Regions from separate parts of the Mus musculus genome. Here regions 2 and 3 are each linked to region 1. The links are chromatin contacts, called in public Hi-C and promoter capture Hi-C maps. All regions are on one chromosome and are shown on one strand. Each heading gives the region's core, a stretch centred on a gene start, on an enhancer-like site or on the middle of the called end of the contact. The rest is flanking DNA. Distances are from core to core; before and after follow the strand shown.

The links. Hi-C and Micro-C count contacts between places; a contact is called where the count stands out from the background. Capture Hi-C pulls out chosen DNA fragments and counts their contacts.
Region 2: a contact with region 1 is called in a Hi-C map of granulocyte-monocyte progenitors, with 2.5 times the contacts expected there. The contact joins two enhancer-like sites. A contact is called at or near these places in 4 of 39 promoter capture datasets (embryonic stem cells, pre-B cells, stem cell-derived epiblast-like cells and 1 more), 10 of 484 Hi-C or Micro-C datasets (B cells, LSK cells, Th1 cells and 6 more) and 2 of 9 other capture datasets (adipose tissue and liver).
Region 3: a contact with region 1 is called in a promoter capture Hi-C map of adipose tissue. The contact joins two enhancer-like sites.

Annotation. Positions count from the first base shown.
Region 1 is chr10:62,286,513-62,289,212 of GRCm38.p6, forward strand. Hk1 (hexokinase 1) reads right to left here. Exons shown (of 18, transcript NM_001146100.1): 10 at 1-140. Among named protein-coding and RNA genes, the nearest start is that of Tacr2, 35 kb to the left of the region's middle. Within about 2 kb of position 1,384, at least 32 of the 459 cell types and tissues checked have an H3K27ac peak or open chromatin away from gene starts, as enhancers often do. A contact at or near this core is called in adipose tissue and granulocyte-monocyte progenitors, where this site is marked.
Region 2 is chr10:62,555,065-62,558,043 of GRCm38.p6, forward strand. No RefSeq gene overlaps it. Among named protein-coding and RNA genes, the nearest start is that of Kifbp, 22 kb to the right of the region's middle. Within about 2 kb of position 1,652, at least 49 of the 459 cell types and tissues checked have an H3K27ac peak or open chromatin away from gene starts, as enhancers often do. A contact at or near this core is called in granulocyte-monocyte progenitors, where this site is marked.
Region 3 is chr10:62,589,082-62,591,876 of GRCm38.p6, forward strand. It overlaps Ddx21 (DExD box helicase 21), which reads right to left. Exons shown (of 15, transcript NM_019553.2): 6 at 2,736-2,795; 7 at 1,540-1,685; 8 at 697-846. Among named protein-coding and RNA genes, the nearest start is that of Ddx21, 12 kb to the right of the region's middle. Within about 2 kb of position 1,305, at least 20 of the 459 cell types and tissues checked have an H3K27ac peak or open chromatin away from gene starts, as enhancers often do. A contact at or near this core is called in adipose tissue, where this site is marked.

The DNA.
Region 1 (2,700 bases), core at 134-2,633:
GCCGGTGCTGCTCGGCCAGGCGGTAGGCCACAGCGGTCACCATGGCGGCTCCCTTGCCACTGCCACTCTCCGAGAGGAGGAACCGGACGTCCGAGTCAGGCACCAGGCGCCTCAGGGTCTTGTGGAACCGCCGGGAATACCTGAGGGAGAAGGTGGCAGTGGGTGAGCCACAAGGGCTGGACCAGGCTACATACTTGGGCCAGGTTCGAACTCTCCTGTCAGAACGCTTTGATTCCATTCTGCTACTGCTCTTTGCTTATGCAGCCTCTATGTACATGCCATAGAAACAATGCATGAAATACAAAAAAAAAAAAATTACCTAAAACTGCTTATAACAATAACAACAAAAAAAGAGAGGAAGGGACCCTGATATAGCAGCCTCGTATGAGGCTATGCCAGTGCCTGGCAAATACAGAAGTGGATGCTCACAGTCATCTATAGGATGGAACACAGGGCCCCCAATGGAGGAGCTAGAGAAAGCACCCAAGGAGCTGAAGGAGTCTGCAACCCTATAGGTGGAACAACAATATGAACTAACCAGTACCCCCAGAGCTCATGTCTCTAGCTGCATATGTAGCAGAAGATGGCCTAGTCGGCCATCACTGGGAAGAGAGGCCCCTTGGTCTTGCAAACTTTATATGCCCCAGTATAGGGGAACGCCAGGGCCAAGAAGTGGGAGCGGGTGGGTAGGGGAGGGTATAGGGAACTTTCAGGATAGCATTTGAAATGTATAAAAAGAAAATATCTAAAAAAAAAAAAAAAAAATTCGAGGGCCCAAACCATCTTTGTGTGAGGCAGAATCACTTGCTAACTCCAGACCAACCTGGGCTACAGAGTCAGTTCTAAGCCAGCAGGAGCTGCATAGCAAGACTTTGCTCAAGGGAGGGGAGATATGGGGGGGGGTGCTTTCGGAGGGGGAAGTGGGGACAACATCTGAAATGTAAATAGATAAAAATAACCAATTAGGAGAGAGAATGAGAGAGAGAGAGAGAGAGAGAGAGAGAGAGGGAGAGAGACTTTGCTTCAAATGATCAAAAAGGGGGTCTATCAAGGCTATATTACAGCCCTGTACCACAGGGGCCAGAGGCAAGCACTTCAGAGTCAGACCCAAGGACAAGGGCAAATGCTGAGGCAAGTGACCTTGAGCCAGTACTGACCTTGGACTCCAGGAAGACCAGAGTCTGGCTGAGGGTGGGGCTGGGAAATGAATGGGTTTAGTGAGGAACCACACATGAATGAAGGAGCCAGGCTCAATAACCTTTTTTGTGTGGTTTTGTTTACTTCGCTTTTTTTGTTTGTTTGTTTTTCATTTGGATCTTCCTCTTTTCTAGAAGAAAAGCTTAGGCCAGTGTGAGACAGAGCCTGTGGTCTACATTATGGATGGCCACAGGCCAAAGGAAACAGGAAAAGCCATTTCCCCAAAAGACCAACAGTCACTGCCTCCAAGGGACGGGTCAAGAATGGCTTCTATTCTTTTTGAAACTCTTGAAAATGGCCTCGAATTTCTAGTAATTCTGAAATGAGGAAACACCTGTTCCGAGTTATTCTTTGTTTTTGAGCATGCGCACGCTCCTGGATGGGTGCACATGAGTAAGGTATACATACATGAGCTCACATGTGAGCACAGGCGTGGAGGACACGGTTAATATCAGGCATCTTTCTTAATCGCGCCACACCTTATTTTTAAAGATAGGGTCTCTCCTGAATCTAGGGCTCCCCAACAGGCTAGACTTGCTGGCCAGCAGGCCCCAGAGATCTACCCTCCCCCGGGATTACAGGTGCACGCTGTTACACTTGTCTTGGGTTCTAGGGAAGTGCATCCCGTGTTCCAACTTGTATAACCTGCACTTTCCTGACTGAGCAGTCACCCCGGGTCAGAGTTACTCTTTAAAATGTGAAGGTGTGGGCGCTGGAGAGATGGCTCAGTGGTTAAGAGCACATGGTGCTCTTCCAGAGGTCCTGAGTTCAATTCCCAGCAACCACCCGTAACTACGGTTCCAGGAGATTCAACAGACAAGTGTGTAGGCAAAACACTAATGCACGTAAAATAATAAGTTCTTAAAAGAAGGTGAAGGTGCAAACAGAAGAGAAGTAGTTTTGGAGCATGGATGACCCTAACACCACCAGACTGTATCCTGAGGACTCGCTATGGTGATAGAGCTGGTGTCGTGTGTATTTGATTTACCGCCTAGAGATGTTTTGTTTTGCTTGGATTTTTTAGACAAGGGCCTCACTAGTTACACCAGTTTTAATATGATATTATACACCTTTAGGCTTTCTTGTCGGAAAAAAAAAATAGCCAAGAATTCCACAGAAAAAGCTGCATGCAGTTGCATAGACCCGTGGTCCCAGCTACTCGACAGCTGAGGCAAAAGGATTACTTGAAGCCTACAAGTTTCAGGGACAGCTTGGCCAACATAATGAGACTTTGCTTCTTAAGGGGACCAAAAAGAAAGGGGAAGGATAAAGAAAGGAATGGTTAATTTTCTCTTTCAAGTATCTTTTAAATATATATGTGTATATATTTAATATATATAAATAATATATAATATATATGTATATATGTACATATATACATATATTTATTATACACTCATACACACACACACAAAACTGTGAACTTGGAAGCTGGCATCACCCAGCTAGCCTACTGCTAGCCCCTTGGCATCCAGGAACTACTTCAATGCATGTATTTGTGCA
Region 2 (2,979 bases), core at 402-2,901, 270 kb after region 1:
CGGCTCAGTGGTTAAGAGCACTGTCTGCTCTTCTGGAGGTCCTGAGTTCGATTCCCAGCATACATATGGTGGCTCACAACCATCTATAATACAATGTTCTCTTCTGGCATGCAGGTGTACATGCAGATAGAGCACTCACAAACAAAATAAATAAATCTTTTTTTCCTTTTTTTTTTTATTATTAGATATTTTCTTCAATTACATTTCAAATGCTATCCCGAAAGTCTCCTACACCCTCCCCCTGCCCTGTTCCCCAACCCACCCACTCCTGCTTCCTGGCCCTGGCATTCCCCTGTACTGGGGCATATAATCTTCGCAAGACCAAGGGCCTCTCCTCCCAATGATGGCCAACTAGGCCATCTTCTGCTACATATGCAGCTAGAGACACAAGCTCTGGGGGTACTGGTTAGTTCATATTGTTGTTCCACATATAGGGTTGCAGATCCCTTCAGCTCCTTGGGTACTTTCTCTAGCTCCTCCATTGGTGGCCCTGTGTTCCATCTTATAGACAACTGTGAGCATCCACTTCTATATTTGCCAGGCACTGGCATAGCCTCACAAGAGATAAATAAATCTTTTAAGAAAAGAAAAAAGAAAAGAAATGAAACTGGTAACTGAAAAATCCTCTTCATATGGTTTTAATTATGGTTTAGATAATGTGGAATTTCAGGTCAATTTTCCCCTCCATTTGTGAGGAATTTTTCTCAAGGTCCATTCTCATGGAATTGGCAGGACCAGTAGCTTAGTTTTGTAAGAGATCTGTGGTTCAAACATGCCTGCCACTCACCGACTGCCCCATTTTCATAGCATGTTTAAACCCCATGAACACCAGCTCTCTGCTGCCCTCTGTATTGTGAGTGTCAGGGGGCTTTGAGAACAGAACATGGGAGACAGGGCTCTCTAGGGAAGCAGCCAGTGCCTTCAGGACGAGTGTGTCAGGAGAATACAGGATGGGATCTCTACTGCCAACCAGAGACGTGTCCCAGTGTGAAGGGCCACAGAGAGCAAGTGACAAAGGAATGAAGACCAGTTTTCCGGTCACTGCTGGTACTATTTGGCCTTTTCCCCTTTGAAATCAAGCTAGCACTGCCGGGAAAGAAGAGAGGCAAAGGCAAAAGACAGTGAGCTGTGGCATATCCAAAGCCCAGCAGGTACTTGTTAAGCAGACACTAAAATGAGGTTATGAAAATGACCGTATCAGGAAAGGCTTGGCGTGCGTGTGTGTGGGAGGGGAGTGGTGAGGAGAGATGGTTCAGCAGTTAAGAGCACTTGCTGTTCTTGCAAAGGACCCTTTGATTCCCAGAGCCCACGTGGTGGCTCACAACCATCTTTAACTCCAGTTCCATGGAGTCTGACACCCTCTTCTGACTTCCAAGGATACTGTACCCACGTGGTGCATAGACACCCATGAAAATCACCCATACACATCAACATCAGTAAAAGCAAGACTTGAAACAGACAGGGAGGTGCGTTTCAGTTTCCCTTAAGAACAGATTCCCTGTCACATCTGTGTCCTCAAGAAACTGCCCGGCCCTCTATGGCTCCTTTAAGCTTCCTCCATTCCCTTTTAAGGAAGGTCTCTCTCATGAAAAGCTATCAAACAGAGGTTGTTTCAACTCAGGCTTAACTTCCTCAACTCAACGTGACCTAAGCAGAGTTCTGGCTTCTAACCCTACAGGCCTCACTTAAAACATGCTCTGTCTGTGTGCCGCCTCCACTGTGGCTCTTGGTTCCTCCCCCTTAAAAACCTTTAGCATGGCCCGTGGCTTCTGCTTTAAAACCAGAGGGTGACCTTCCCTCCCCATCATCCTGGTCCAAACCGTCTTGTCTCCGACTTGGATCAACTGTATCAACCCATCCCCTGCAGAAGCCCCTGTTCTTGCTCCTTCTTGCTCTTCCAGAGAGGGCCTCATAGAGCCCGAGCCTCACAGTCAGTGGGTAGTTCAAATAGACTTCAAACGTATGTTTCTCCAGCCTCCTGAGCACTAAGAGCACAGGGAAGGAACACCATATCTAGTGTATGCGGTGCTGAGATTGAGCTCGGGACTCTGAGCATGCTGGACAAGCGCGGATCATCTGGGCCATGTTCCCAGCCCATAGGAGCTGGTCTCCTAAAAACTCTCAATCAGGGCCATGAGGTGGTGGTGTACACCTTCAATCCCAGCACATGGGAGGCAGAAACAGGCGGTTCTCTGTGAGTTCAAGGCCAGCTTGGTCTACAGAATGAGTCGTAGGACAGTCAGAGCTACACAGAGAAACACTGTCTCAAACAAACAAACAAACAAGCAAACAAATCCAATTAGATTGGCCAGTCATCTTGCTAAAATTCTAGGAGCCATTGAGCCTAGAATAAAATGTAAACTGTCCCCAACCTACAAAGCTTCCTCCACCTGACGCCTGGTGTTGACCAGGCTGGCTTTGAACTCAAGAGATTCTGGTGCCTCTGCCACCCAAGTACTGAAATTAAAGGAGTGCGACAGTACTCCCAGCAAGATTGTCTATTTTGATATTTCCTCACTGTACAGTCTTATTAGAGAAATAGTCTTCTCTGAGGAAGGAGACTGAGGGAGGGGTGCAGGAGAAGGTAACAGGATCAGTGTGATTGGAATATGTATCAAAATGCCAAAGTGAAATCAACTGTGAATAATTAACATGTACTAATAAAAACATTAAAATATTATTCTCTAAGGCAATACCTTTAACGTGTCAAAAATAAGACTTTTTTTTTCTTTCTTTTTTTTTTGTAACAAGAAAACAGGATGGAGAGATGGCTTAGAACTGGCTCCTCTTCTAGGGACCAGGGCTTGGCCCCCAGTACCCACATGGCAGTCACAGCTGCCTGTACCTCCAGTTCCAGGGGAGTCTGATGCCCTCTACTGGCCTCCAGGGACATTGCAGGCACATGATCCACAGTCATGCACTTGGTATGCACACACACACACACACACAAACACACACACACACACCTTTTTTTTTTTT
Region 3 (2,795 bases), core at 55-2,554, 300 kb after region 1:
AAGCAAACAGTACCACTGAGCCATCTCTTCAAACCTTCCCTGTTTTAAAAGATTTATTTATGAAGAGCAGATGTCTTCTTGCACCTGCTTCTTTTTTGTCTCTGTTTGTTTTCCAGAGCTGAGGCCTGAACCTAGGGCCTTGCGCTTGCTTGGCAAGCACTTTACCACGGAGCCAAATCCCCAACCCCTTGCAACCTGCTTCTTACATGGAAAAAATCTTCAAACTGTTTGTAGCTCTCAGCTGTTACATCAACTGTTTCTTTTTTTAAAGATTTATTTTATTTATATGAGTACTTTGTAGCTGTCTTCAGACACACCAGAAGTGGGCATTCGATCCCATTACAGATGGTTGTGAGCCACCATGTGGTTGTTGGGATTTGAACTCAGAACCTCTGCAGTCAGTACTCTTAACTGCTGGGTCATCTCCCCAGCCCACATCAACTCTTTCTAACTACACTCTCCAAGGTTGAGAATATCACCCAAAGGAGACTATACCTACTTTGTAGGTGTAGCTTTACCAGTGAACCACCACCCATGAGGCAGGACTGGTAGATTTCATAAACCCTGACCATCAGAGACACTTCCCCTAATCTAACACAACATGGAAGTCACTGGATAATTGAAATCCAGAATGAAAGCAGAGTCCAAGATAAAAACTCACTGAAGACCCAGGCTTCAGGTATGAAAAGGACCAACCTGCTTTATGCACGTGTTCTGAGATAGCTCCTGGGCATCCTTCTTGGTTTCACAGAAGATGATCGTGCGCCCTTGATGACCACTGTACACTCGGATCACATCCCCAATCACCGCTGCCCTTTCTGTCCAGTGACACTTAATCGCCAGGTGCTGAAGAGAGAAAGGAACACTTACTAAAGCCTAGATGGACATTGCAGCTCCCTTCTCAACTCTTACATCTAATGCTTGGTACAGGAAGTAAACGCAGACCTTACAGGGCTGTCTGCTGCCACCATGGCTTAGAGGGAAAAAAGGAAACTAAATAAACCCAAGTCAGGAGCAGCATGGTCTACCTCCTCCAGGCTTATCCTTTTTCCAAAGAGCATCTGGTTTCATTGCATTCTAATGTAATCAGGAAACACTATTTCCCACACCCCCGCAGGAAACCAAATAACAGACAAGAAAGGCCTGTGCATGCTATGCCCCTTCATCCACTTAAAATACAACCTGCAATAACTACTGTACAGGCCCGCTTTGGGTGAAATGAATTCATCTAGGTACCGGAGCCTAAGATGAAACAGATTCAAGATGACGCACCAGATTGCTCTGCTGCCCACTAGTGGCTGAACTCTGAACGTAACCACTTTGTTTATCTAATTCAAACACAAGGTTCCAAAGACTGAAATCAGGCCGCTAGATGGTGCAATCCAGAAAGCACAGACACCATACATAAAAGAAATGTTAATTGGCTCTGCATAGGGACTGAGTATTTATGTGGAAAAAGAGCTTGGATTTGCTACTATTAAAACTATCAGACAGGAAACAGTGATTTAACTAATTCCGGCAACTAAATGAATCATTTACCTCCACAGTTATAGCTGCTTTCTGAGTCTTTTTACCAATCAGGTCCACCTGTTCGTATGTAGATTTCATGTATTTCTTAGCAACATTAAACACCCAATGAGGGCAAGTTGCAGAGAAAAGCAATGTTTGGGGGTTGTCTTCAGAATCTTGGGGGAAAAAGAAGTCAGTGTGAATAATCCAAGCAAGCCTGCATACACAGCACTCCACCTCACCTGGCACCTCCACACCGCAGCACCATTAACACGGACCACTGGCACCACACAAAAACTGAAATGATCTGTCATCATAATGGATCCCCAAATGACAAAAGTATGTGCAATCAGATTTACTTCCAGCCTCTGTCACTCACAGGAAATCCATCCCAGGAAGGAGGCCTGCCAACTGGACGACAAATCCTGGAAGCCCAGGAACCAACCAGCATAGACCGCTAACCAAGCAGCCCACAACCAAACGAATCCCACAGCAGTTTAGTAGATTAAGAATCTAGAACCAGGGCTAGGGGTGCAATCCAGTGACAAAGCCTTCAGCTTAATCCTCAGCACCCCCAAACGACAAAAGACCCTCAATGTATGTGCTCATCTGGCTTTAGGGACACTACTGCTCTCAGAAGCCCCGAGGACACAAGCTGACAGAACAGGTCCAGTGCACTTTACAGCTGATCAGTAGCTCTACTCATGAAGGTCTGTGTTATAGAACCAACTCCAGGTACTGCAGAACTCCAACTGTGACCAGAACCCTCTGGTATGAGTGACGGTTATAAAACGAGGTAGGTGGTTGAATAAATCACTTGACAAAATTTTAGTATCTTAACAGTACATACACTGAAAACTGTTAGGAACAGTGATCAAGCTGGCACAATACGAATTTTTTCTTTTATTCTCCCAAGCTTTTGTGAATTATATAACCTATTTTTTTTCAATTTCCAAGTTAAGAAAAAAATTTTTTTTAATTTTTCCAAACTTTAGCCAGGTAGTAGTGGCATGAGCCTTTAGTGCTAGTGCTCAGGAAGCAGAGGCAGGAGAGCCTGAGGTCAAGGCCAGCCTTGAGCAGACTGAATTCCCGATAACTAGGGCTACACAGGAAACCCTGTATCAAAAAACAAGTTTTCCCGAGTGTCCTTATTATCTCCTAGAAGACAATTTCACCATGACCCTTCCTGAGGTCCCCTCCACCAGTCCCTTAAATTTGGGGCTTACCTTTCTTGTATGCAACACATAAAATTTCTTCCACTTGATCAGCAAAACCCATATCCAACA